Linked DNA regions of Pan troglodytes: region 2 is linked to region 1. Evidence: chromatin contacts called from public Hi-C data. All regions are on one chromosome and are shown on one strand. Each heading gives the region's core, a stretch centred on a gene start, on an enhancer-like site or on the middle of the called end of the contact. The rest is flanking DNA. Distances are from core to core; before and after follow the strand shown.

Region 1 (5,933 bases), core at 2,444-4,943:
ATACTGAATGGATATGTAAGAATAAACCAATTCTTAGTTATTTTCAGCCTGATCGTCCTCATTTTCTCTTATGAAAAAGCCCTGCTTTCATGACAGAACCTATTTCAAGGGCTTATTTTGTTAACTTTTGGGACAGTTCTTTAAAGAAACACACACACACATTATCTACATTATTCCTGTCTTAATTCTCCACCTACACCACATGTGAAGAAATCCTTTGACACTTGACCACCTCTGCCCCCTTCCAGAGATGGTAAAGACAAAGTTGCATACATTTCAGATAGAAATGCTTTAAAATAGAAAGTGACGCTTGTAAAGTGATACAAGTTTCAACATCAAACAAAAATTATTTTGGGGATATTTGCCAATTTATCTCTACCTCGTCTCTTCCATTGTGTAGGTGACATAAGGTTGAGCTGGTCTTTATTTAAGGACATGATTTTAATCTAACTTTTGGTTCAATCTTTTCAAATAGTTTCCCCAATACAGTCTCTAACATCACACAGATTCTTGATGTCATGAGTAGGGGTGTTTTGACCTAATCCTGATTCGGAGGTTAATCAGCATACTGTTCATTTTTCCCATCACAACCAACAAAACTACTCCTGATATACTTCAGACTCCAGTCTACAGCAGTCTCGAAAACACAGCTTCCCATATCAATAATCCCAAAAGTACTGTTTTCTTTCATCCTTTTTGAACTCAAAATGTCCAGCGGGCCTTCATATTTTGCTTTGATTTGGCAACTTTTTCTGTCCAGATAATTGGTGGTGTGCATTGAACTAGTTAAGGTGGAACAAGAGTCTGAGAAGCATGCTGCTTTATTTGTGACAGAAATAGTCTGCTTAGTTAAAGTAAAAGTTGAAAAATATTAATGAAGCATTGTGGCAGTTGTATTCTATCAGCATTCGAGTGACCTGGGTGTGTAACTCTTATGACTGAAGAGCTCCCTCACAAGGTATTCCTGATAGAAGAAAACAGGACTTAACCCCTCAATAAGATCTCATGTGAACATTTGGGCCTTTGTACGTCTTGTCTCTTAAAAGTCATAAGCCAAAGCATTGTGGCAGGAAAATGAGCTAGTCATGGGTTACCCAGGAAGCAACCAGTTTCCAAGGGGATCCCTTTGGGCCTCTAGGGATTACCTGAGTCCAGGCAATTAGGCTGCTATGGCCACCTCTGTTCTGCTCTTAACATGCACATCTGTTCAAACAGCTGTCCAGGTCTCATAAGAGACCTTTGTTTAACCAAGTAAGTGGCTTTCTTCATTTATTAAAAGCATTTTACCTTTCCCTCAAATAAGAACAGATTGTGAGGACAAAATGACATTATAGATGTGAAAATGGTTTGAGAGTAAAAGTTGAATTCCAACATTATTACAATGATGACCCTATCAGTAATATAGGCTTTACATATATCCTCTAGGCACTTGTAAAAAATGAAAAACAGGCCAGGCACAGTGGCCCATGCCTGTAATCCCAGCACTTTGGGAGGCCAAGGCAGGTGGATCACCTGAGGTCAGGAGTTTGAGACCAGCCTGGCCAACACGGTGAAACCCCATCTCTACTAAAACCACAAAAATTGGCCAGGCATGGTGGTGGGCACCTGTAATCCCAGCTACTTGGGAGGCTGAGGCAGGAGAATCACTTGAACCTGGGAGGCAAGAGGTTGCAGTGAGCCAAGATCGCGCCATTGCATTCCAGCCTGGGCAACAAGAGCGAAACTCTGTCTTAAAAAAAAAAAAAAAGCCAGAAGTTATGTGAAAAGCTGAATTTAGATCAAGACACTGTGTGCGTATATATTCTTGCATGTGCATATATGAACACATATGTTTGTGTATGATGTTGGCCAAGACATGTAACCTGTATGCCTCAGTTTCTGGATCAGCAAAATTGGAATAATACCTCTGCCTTGTTGAATTGCAAAAAAGGGAAAAAAAACAGAAGTTAGAGTTTAGATTTGAAATTTTCTTCCCTTCTCGTTCACCTTGCAAAAAATCCTCTAAGTTAAACAAGTTTCAAATGAATCTGGACGTAGACTAAGGCTCAGAACTACATGGACATGTTAAGTGTCAAACGCTTGGAGCCAAACTGGTCCTGGCCTAGGAAAGTCTGAGAATAACAGGCCTATACTGATGCTGTCCTGTTAAAAGTTTCAACTTCCATTTATGAGAAAGCAAAAAGAGTTGACGTGTTTTCAGGTTTACTGAAGAAGAAATTGGCATAGAGAGATTAAGTCTAATGTGAGGTCTCATAGGCACAAAGGGTCAGAACCTGGGAGAAGACCCAGGTCTCATATCATCCCCTCTCAGGTAACATGCACAGGGCTTTCAAAAGTCACGAGTCTCAAGAAATAGGAATGCTTTTACGCTATTGATGGGAATGTAAATTAGTTCCACCATTGTGGAAGACAGTGTGGTGATTCCTCAAGGACCTAGAACCAGAAATACCATTTGACCCAGCAATCCCAATACTGGGTATATATCCAAAGAAATATAAATCATTCTACTATAAAGACACATGCACATATGTTTACTGCAGCACTATTTACAATAGCAAAGACATGGAACCAACCCAAATGCCTATCAATGATAGACTGGATAAAGAAAATGTGGTACATATACACCATGGAATACTATGCAGCCATAAAAAGGAATGAGATCATGTCCTTTGCAGGGACATGATGAAGCTGGAAGCCATCATTCTCAGCAAACTAACACAGGAACAGAAACCCAAACACCACATGTTCTCACTCATAAGTGGGAGTTGAATAATGAGAACACATGGACACAGGGAGGGGAACGACACACACCAGGGCCTGCTGGTGGGTGGGGGGCAAGGGAAGGGAATCTAGAGGATGAATAAATAGGTGCAGCAAACCACCATGGCACACGTATACCTATGTAACAAACATGCACGTTCTGCACATGTATCCCGGAACTTAAAGAAAAAAAAAAAAGTCACGAGTCTCTCAAAATTGTAGTTTCCTCAACCCTACATCTCCCACTCATCTCTGTACCTTCTCCTATTTTCCACATCAAAGATAGCACAAGCATCTTCTTTTAACACATTTTGGAGTCACCCACCGACACCAATTCCCACGAAAAGTAAGCCAAGTGTAGTTTTTTTTTTTGTTTTTTGTTTTTTTTTGGCAACAGAGTCTCACTCTGTTGCCCAGGCTGGAGTGCAGTGGTACCATCTCAGCTTACTGCAACTTCCACCTCCCGGGTTCAAGCGATTCTCCTTCCTCAGCCTCCCAAGTAGCTGGGATTACATGTGCCCGCCAACATGCCCGGCTAATTTTTTTGTATTTTTAATAGAGAGGGTGTCTCACCATGTTGGCCAGGCTGGTCTCGACCTCCTGACCTCAAGTGATCCGCCTGCCTCGGCCTCCCAAAGTGCTGGGATTACAGGCATGCGCCATCTGTAGTTCAGTCTGAACCTCATGTCTGAAGTTCAGTCCTGATTGAGGACCCTGAGTGCAGGGGCACGTGTGTCCCCATGGCTGCTGTAGGCCACACTGTGGGAAAACAAAACTCGCGCTTTTACAACCAGAACTCTGGAGCTGAAAAGACCAACCCTCCCTCTCTGAGTTTGAACTAAATAGTTTGTCTCTGTAGCATAGTAAACAAAGCAGAGCAGCTCACTAGCAACAGGATCCGCGGTGGTTGGTGACTATGTGCACAGCTGATGGGTAAGTCCCGGCCATCTTTCAGGATTCATTTATGCTGGCCGCCTTGGCTTCCTCATCTTGTACATATTTGGTTTAGAGAATGCGAGGAATTTGCTAGCTGAGCAAGTTTATTCATCCTGCTTTCTAACTAGGCTCTTTCCCACGGAGGTATGTTTCTAAAATTTCCCTCAGCAGGCTTTGCTGCAAAAGCAGTGCGGGGTTCAACGGGACCATTTAAATCTAAAATAAATCCTCCCTAGAAATGCACTGTTCTCTGTCAGGACAGAATCTGGCTCTGTCTTCGAAACAGAAGTGCCTGAACTTATTACCAAAACTTCTAGCAAAGGCTGGAAGGACATCATCCCTCTATGTGCAGACAATACATTGAAAGAGGCCAATGGGACAAAGGTTATTTTGTAAGCACTCACTGCGTGCAACATGAGATGTCATTCCGTTTTACTAATGTGAGAACTGACTGTTGCAGAAGTTAAATGACTTGGACAAGTTCAATTACTAAGTGGTAGAGCAGGAATTTAAAACCCAGTCTCATGACACAAGGCAGATTGCATATGTGTGCATAACCCCAAGTTGACCAACTGTATAACTAAATGTCACTAAGAAAGCATAGACTACTAAATTAGATACTAAGATGTCAAGGCTTGCATCTGTAATACTAGCTATTTGAGAGGCTGAGGCAGGAGGATTGCTTGAGGCTAGGAGTCAGAGACCAGCCTGGGCACCAAACACAGTGTGACTCTCTCTAAATAATAAATAAAATACACTAGGTAAAATAAATAAATTAGATAAAACCATTATGCACTGAGTTGGAATTTAAGAAAAATATATAAATCAAAGTCTAGATTAATGACCTACAAAAATCATAAACTAAAGTGATTTTCTAATTTGCAAACAACCCTGATAGGTTGTTTCTAATTTGCAAACAACCTATCTTAATAATTCTTTGGAAAGTTAAATTGGCTAGTGATGACATGAAGAAACCTTAATTTTTCTCATATTCAATTTTCTGGTGTGCATTTCTTTTGGGAAAAAAAAACATTAAATGTATCATATGGAAATGAATCCAAAAGTAACAATCAGTTAATTTCAGTTCATAGGTAATGTCCAAGGCAAAAGCAAGGAGAAAAATAAAATAGAACCACTGCACCATCTAGTGACGGAACTCTTGCTTTACAAGAAAACCACCTGATACAATTACATTTTGCAAATCAGTCCCCAGAACTTTCTGAGCCTGAAGAATATTCATAAAATTGTCCAAAAGAAGAATGCCTAGTGACAATGAATCATAGAAAATTAAGAGCAGACAGGATAGATTCCTCTCCTAAGTTTCCATTTGGAAGCTAGAGGCAAACCCAATTTTCAGTCCTCAAAGAGTAGGTGCCATGGATCCTGTTTACTTTCCCCTCTGCACCCAGAAGCTTGATGTAGTATTTTATGAGCTAATAAGGGTTTGAAGCCGGGCATGGTGGCACACACCTGTAATCCCAGCTACTCAAGAGGCTAAGGAGAAGGACCGCTTAGGCCCAGGAGTTCGAGACCAACCTGGGCAACACAGTGAGCAATCCACTCTCAAAAACAAAATAATAAAGGTTCAACTGCAAAACACAGATGGTGTAAGGACGTATTCAGTACTGAAATGTTTCTCCACAAGCCTGACTAGGACTCATTCATAATGGTAAACACAAGGCTCAGTTTAAGACTAAAGCGTCTTCCTTCTAATTACCTTCCCCTGTAGTTTTGTCCAATGTAGGTGGTGATAAATCTGAAATTTACTAGCCAGGCATGGTGGTGCACACCTGTATTCCTAGCTACTGGGGAGGCTGAAGAGGGAGGATCACTTGAACCCAGGAGGTCAAGGCTGCAGTGAGCTAATTACACCACTGCACTCCAGGCTGGGCAACAGAGTCAGATCTCATCAATCACTCATTAAATCTGAAATAAGTAAATCTGAAATTTAATGTCTTATTTGAATGCTCAGCAAATAACAAAATGCCCAAAGAAAACTGACTTATTTTTTTAAATTACAAAAATATTACTTCAAGGGCCAAAAAAGATACTAGAACTAAAATAGAAAACTTTTTTGGATCTCAAGATTTATATTTTGTCCAAGATGTTAACATTCATGGCCAGGGAGAAAATGTATTGAATAATTTTATGATTAGTATGAATAAAAAAAATTACCAAGGAAAAAGAAAATACATTTCCACGGAGTAATTATGTGGAATGAGTAGGTCAGTGTATGT
Region 2 (5,933 bases), core at 2,059-4,558, 420 kb before region 1:
GGCGCCGGGGCCCAGCTGGGCCGGCGCGGCCGCCAGCTCTGACCGGGTGTAGGGACTGGATGGGCGCCCGGCCCGGCACGAACCCGGAGCCAGTGCCCCGGGTCTCCCCGGCGGGGCGGGCCCCAGACCGCGCCGGCCCCGCCACCTACCCGCCGCTTCGCCCCTCCCCGCCCCGCCCGGCCGAGCCGCCGCAGGGACGGGAGGGGGACGCGGGAGGAGGTGGCAGCGCAGCCCGGGGGGGAGGGGCGGGGTTAGGGACGCGGGGGGCGGGAGCCCGGGGTCGCGACGCCTTGGGGAACCAGCACCCGGCGGGGGCGGAGAGGCGGGCCCGGCCAGTCACGCGGCCCCGGGAAGGCCTGGCCGGGTCGCTCAGTTGGGGGCGGTTGGTCCGGGAAGAGGGACGGGACGGGCGGGGCCGTAGTTTCTCTTTACCGTCTCTTTACTTTCTACAGCAGGATGTGGGCCGGCCGCTGACGTCATGGGGTCTCCCGGCCCCGCCCCTCGCCCGGGCCGAATGGGGGAGGGGGAGAGGGAGGCGGGGAGGGGGGGACCCCAAGGGGGTTTCCTCAGCAACGCGTAGAAGGAAGGGGAAAGTCATTGTGAAACTTGAAACTCATTAACTTTGAAAAACAACTTTTAAAAAAACGGAGGGGGCAGGGTGTTGGTTTGGAGAGTGGAAGGGGACATATTAACCCTGAACTGAAACCACTTTTTGGTGGCGGATGTTCTATTAAAAGAGCGAGGAAAGCCAAGGTTATTCCAGAGGCCGCTCCAAAGCCCCGCTGGTGCTTCCCAGTGCCGAAGCTGCGCGCGCAATTAACCCCTGCCTGCCAGCCTGACAGCTTATAGGGCCAACCCGGGAGGGGACTTCGGGGACAGAAAAGGGGGGTGCGGGGCTGGTCGTCGGACCGGGCTCCAGGGAAGAGGGGAGGGCGTGAAAGGGGAAGAGGGAGTAATTAGCATGAACCAAGGTGTGACCCCGGCTGCTAGAAAGCAGTAGGGAAAGCAAGGAGTGGAAATCCATGGCAAAGCAGTGAAGAGGGGCTGGACCAGGGTAACGAAGAAGGTTTTCAGGGTTAGACCTAAAGAACGTTCGCAGTTTGGGGCACAGAAATTCCACAGGTCCACCTCAAGAAGCAAAAGTGGCTGGTTTAACGGGCCACCTCAAACTTGAGAGGAATAAGGTGAAACAAAATTGATGCAAAAAAAAAAAATCCCTGATGAAACTAAACTGTTTTCCCCTTTTAAGGAATAAAAATGCTAAACGACCATACACCCACTAAGACAGCTGGCCATCTGTGCAAACTTGAATTGTTTTGTTCCCTTGGGCTTCCATAACGACGTCTAGGTTTTTCCTGCTGGAGTTGACCCCTAAAATTCCCCTGAGGAAATCGTACCTCTGGCTCATTTGAGCTAAGAAAAGCTCAAACCACCAGAATGGGAATGATTAAAAATGGAATACTCAGTAATGGCGAGTGTGTAGCCAAAAATAATATCATGTAAAGGGAGAAATATGCCTACTACAAAGTAAATTTGGTTATAAAAGCAAAGATCATCCAACTATGTACATGTACAATTATGTCTAGCATACTAATGCTAACCCTACGATGAAATAATGCAATTTTTATTTTCATTGTGCTATAGCCATCTCTCATTTGTGAAATGAAATGATATCCAATAGGTTGCAATCACCAAAAAAGTATATAATGTAACTTCCCAACTGGGTTATTTGAATCAAAAAGTAAACATGCATTTAACTGTGAACGTATAGCTATTAATCTGTCAGGAGAAAGGTAATGTGATAATGAGTGAAGTTTGTATCACTTTGGAAGTGAAAAATGCTAACTGAATGAATAACGTTTAACCCAATAATTGTTGAGCACAACATACTGTCAACACAATGTTTATGTAGGATTCAGCATTACTACGAACTTTGTAACAAAACATACATGCAATTTCGAATTACGATAGGTAAATTTTGACATTTCAACTATTTCCTTGAGCAGCAAACCGATATTAAACTTTTATTTGAAATATATACAATACAGAATAGTTTCCTAGTAAGTTTTTGAATTTTCTAAATGCAGTTTCTTTTCCTAATTCTGCCTACAATTCTTCCTAGATATCAGGATGCAGGGAAACCTGGCTATACTATAAAGTAGCTTCTTTAGGCTTGTTTTGTGGCAAATCCAATATATTTTCTCAAAATGTATCAAATAAACAGAGCGTGGGAAAAAAATGAAGCAGAGGGTGAATGTGGAGGGTGAATGTGAATGGTAAACTGCAGTTTCAACTGTCAAAAATCCTGGGACAATGCAGGAGCAAGTGACCATTCTCTGCCCCCAAAAAAGAGGGGGCTCCTGGAGCTCCATTTCTCTATGGTTCCATCCCCACCGTCCGCGTGAACGCTTCTGGAGCCCCCCTTGGGGAAAGTGGGGTTCGAGGGAGGATAGTGTCACTGAAAAGCTCAACACACGTTTTTCTTGGCGAACAGTTTGGAGAGGGCACAAAGTCCACCCCGGAGCCGCGTCCACTGGGCCCCGCGCCACCCTGCCCGCCCCCGCCGCTGCGTCCACGGCTCGGGTTCCCACGCGGCCGCCCGGCCGGGCCCGGCTCAGGCTCCCCCCTGGCGCGGCCCCGCGGCCCCGGCCCTCCGCCCAGCGCGCGGCCCGGCAGCGCCGCCGCCGCCGCCGCCGCCGCCGCCACCGCCACGCGGAGATCCCGGAGGTTCCTCCCCGCCGGCCGCCGGGTCACGCCGCTCGTCCCTCCCCTCGGCCCTCCGCCCTCCGCCCTCCGCCCTCCGCGCGCGCTGGGCTTTCCCGTCCACCGGCCGAATCCCCTCCTCCTCTGGGCGACCCGGCGACAAAACCTTCCCCGCACGCCCTGCCAACTCTGCCCCACGCCCAGGCTCTTCCCAAGCCAGGCGCCAGACAAAAGAACCGAGAGAAAAACTTACCCGAACTGCAACACAAAAGTCTGATCCAAAGCTTCCTGGGTTTAACTTTTAATTTTAAAAACAAAAAAGCAGAAACCAAAAGCCTCCTAGGTTGGAAGTGGGCGTGAGAGGAAATGCTAGAGGGAGGCGCTTCATTCCCCGGGCTGCCTGTGCCCCCCTTTCTGGCCCCTGCCCGGGGCTTTGATGTTATCTAGTGCACCGCCTCCATCCGTTTCTACCTTGGGCTCTGCGCCGCCGAGAAGATAGACAGATCTTCCGCACTTCACTTGCAGGTTCTGAGAGAGGCAAGCAGGTAGTCGCGGGAAAGGACCCACGCTCCTTAGCCCCGCAGTGAGAGAGGAACATTTGCACGGGCTTCCTGTTGCTACCTGGACTGAAATGAACAATCCACCCCTCTAGTGATCCTGGAGACTTGCACCGTATGGTCTTTCCTGCTAGACGCACAGCGGGAGGCCTCCTACATTAGATTCATTTTCCCTCCACCCGTAGCACAAACTTGTAAGATGGTGGTGGAGTATGTTTCCTGAGGCTTTGTTCGGGTTTTAGATCTCCGTTTGGAAGGTAAATATTATTTCCCTTCTGAGACAGTCCTGCAGCCTTGAAGAGACAAGAATAAAAATCTAAAGGCAACAAATTCTATAACATGCTTTACATACACCATAAATTCCCTTATGGGTCAAAATATCCGCACACTTTCCCCTCACGTTATGAAAAGCTTGTAACTGTTGATTTTCTTTTGTCTGGACACTAGCAGGCACTGGATATAGTTTTTCATTAGGTTAGAAGTCTCGGGACCATCACTAACAAAACACTACAACAAAGAATTTTTTTTTTTAACAGATTAGTGATAAAGAAGGACGGCAGTGTCTAGCAATCAGCCTTACCTGTGCCTCCACTTTACACCAAACAGAAGCTTGTGTTCAGGCCTTGCCCTCTGGAAGATTACAAATTAATGGAGACAGGATAAACACATGGAAAAATACCTAGAGGGAAAAAAAGATATAAGAGGCTTATAAACAGAGCCAATTAAAGTTATACAGTTATTTACATGATCGCTGAGAGGCTTCTGCTTGAGTAGAGGACAGGGTGAGCAGAGTCCCATCCTGGGGGTGAGTTCTCAGTGGGATATTGAAGGAGAGAAAGTTCACGATTTGGCAGTGGTGGAAGTACAGCATTCTAGAGGAGGGAAATAACTTGAAGGTGAGAGCAAGTGAACTGTGTGTGATGGTTTTTCCACCGAGAGCAGAAAGTCCAAGCAAATGGGAAACAAGTAACACCCACGCCAGGACACTTTTGAGAGTGAAAGGGAAGGTATTAATAATTATACTCAGGGCCGGGCGCAGTGGCTCACGCTTGTAATCCCAGCACTTTGGGAGGCCGAGGAGGGCGGATCACAAGGTCAGGAGATCGAGACCATCGTGGCTAACACAGTGAAACCCTGTCTCTACTAAAAATAGAAAAATTAGCTGGGCGTGGTGACGGGCGCCTGTAGTCCCAGCTACTCGGGGGACTGAGGCAGGAGAATGGTGTGAACCCGGGAGGGGGAGCTTGCAGTGAGCCAAGATCACGCCACTGCACTCCAGCCTGGGCCACAGAGCGAGACTCCGTCTCAAAAAAAAAATTATGCTCAGATGAGAGATGTACACCTGGATTGCCCCGGGGCCATTGGGAAGGGTGGGTTCTCTCGTAATGAGCTAGGAAGACAGAATGGGCAGGCAACAGGCAACCAGAGAAGAGCCTACTCAGTCATCATTTGGAAGGAATTAAGACATGATATTACAAACAGTTGGTAGCTATTTGGAGACATCTGGCCTGAGAATGGTCTTTTTAAGGAAAGTTATTGTTACTGATGGATTTAGGATCGATATGGAGGCTGGTTACAAAAACTGCAGTAACATTAGCAGTTGTAATAATGGTAGTGGTAGTGATTAACAGCTATTGAGCGCTTACGACTTGCCGGGTTTTCCTATATGAACTCATTTAGTCCCCGCCATAAACCCACACTGTAGATGAAGAAACAGAGGCTTAGAAATGCTACATAGTCTTCCGGAAGCTACAGAGCTGGTAAATGATAGAACTATGATGGGGATCCAGAAAATATTCAGATGCTCAAAGTTTAAAGATTATATTTTGTGAAAACCAGATTTCAATAACTTTATAATATTCTACATCAATGGAGCGAATAAGAAAAGGGAATTTTTTAAAGTTTTTCAAATTTCGATGTGTCATGAAAATGATGGGCATCCTGGCATGGTGTGAGGCTTAAGGGAAAGAAGAGAAAATGTGTTTGATTGATTTTAACCATGTCCAGTTTTTAGAAGGATGATTTAATTCACATTTACGCCAGTACTGATACTGTTACCTGTAGGAGACGTGCTATTAGAGCAAACCACATCTCACTGAAAAGCCTCTCTTTCAATGGCAAGTAACGACAGTTTAATGGGTATTATTTGGTGTACTATCTGTGAAGAGGGGAAAGAAAACTAGATGTGATTGATACCTGCAGTTCCTGAAAGAATTCCTCATAAGCTATGTCCACAAGTGGCATACTGAGGAACCCTAGAGGAAGAATAACATTCAATGAAAATGACCCAACCTTATCTGTGATCTAACAAGGTGGTATTTTTGTTACAGTGGGCCCTGAGCTAATACAGTGTCCCACAGTTCTAGAGGCTGGGAGTTCAAGATCAAGGCATCAGCAGGGTTGGCTTTCTCCGAGGCCTCTCTTCTTGGCTTGTAGACTGCCACCTTCTCTCTGTGTCCTCACATGGCCTTTCCCAGGTGTAGTGCTTATACAGAGAGAGGGAGCACTGGCTCTTTGGTGTCTCTTCTTTTAAGGTCGCTAATCCCATTAGATCAGGACCCCACCCTTATTACCTAATTTAACCTTAATTACCTCCTAAAGACTCTATCTCCAGATTCAGTAACATTGGGGGTTAGGGCTTCAACATATCAATTGGGATGCTGGGGGGACAAT

What was found. Hi-C and Micro-C count contacts between places; a contact is called where the count stands out from the background.
Region 2: a contact with region 1 is called in a Hi-C map of stem cell-derived neural progenitor cells, with 4 times the contacts expected there. The contact joins the promoter of HIVEP1 here to the enhancer-like site in region 1. A contact is called at or near these places in 1 of 7 Hi-C or Micro-C datasets (stem cell-derived neural progenitor cells) and 1 of 1 datasets of contacts at active chromatin or transcription factors (stem cell-derived excitatory neurons).

What each region holds. Positions count from the first base shown.
Region 1 is chr5:17,531,266-17,537,198 of NHGRI_mPanTro3-v2.0_pri, reverse strand. No RefSeq gene overlaps it. Among named protein-coding and RNA genes, the nearest start is that of TMEM170B, 49 kb to the right of the region's middle. Within about 2 kb of position 3,693, at least 5 of the 24 cell types and tissues checked have an H3K27ac peak or open chromatin away from gene starts, as enhancers often do. A contact at or near this core is called in stem cell-derived neural progenitor cells, where this site is marked.
Region 2 is chr5:17,953,297-17,959,229 of NHGRI_mPanTro3-v2.0_pri, reverse strand. It overlaps HIVEP1 (HIVEP zinc finger 1), which reads right to left and starts at 3,308. Exons shown (of 9, transcript XM_016954906.4): 1 at 2,957-3,308. It overlaps LOC134810268 (a long non-coding RNA gene), which reads right to left and starts at 4,091. Exons shown (of 3, transcript XR_010157899.1): 1 at 4,005-4,091; 2 at 3,841-3,890; 3 at 3,448-3,553.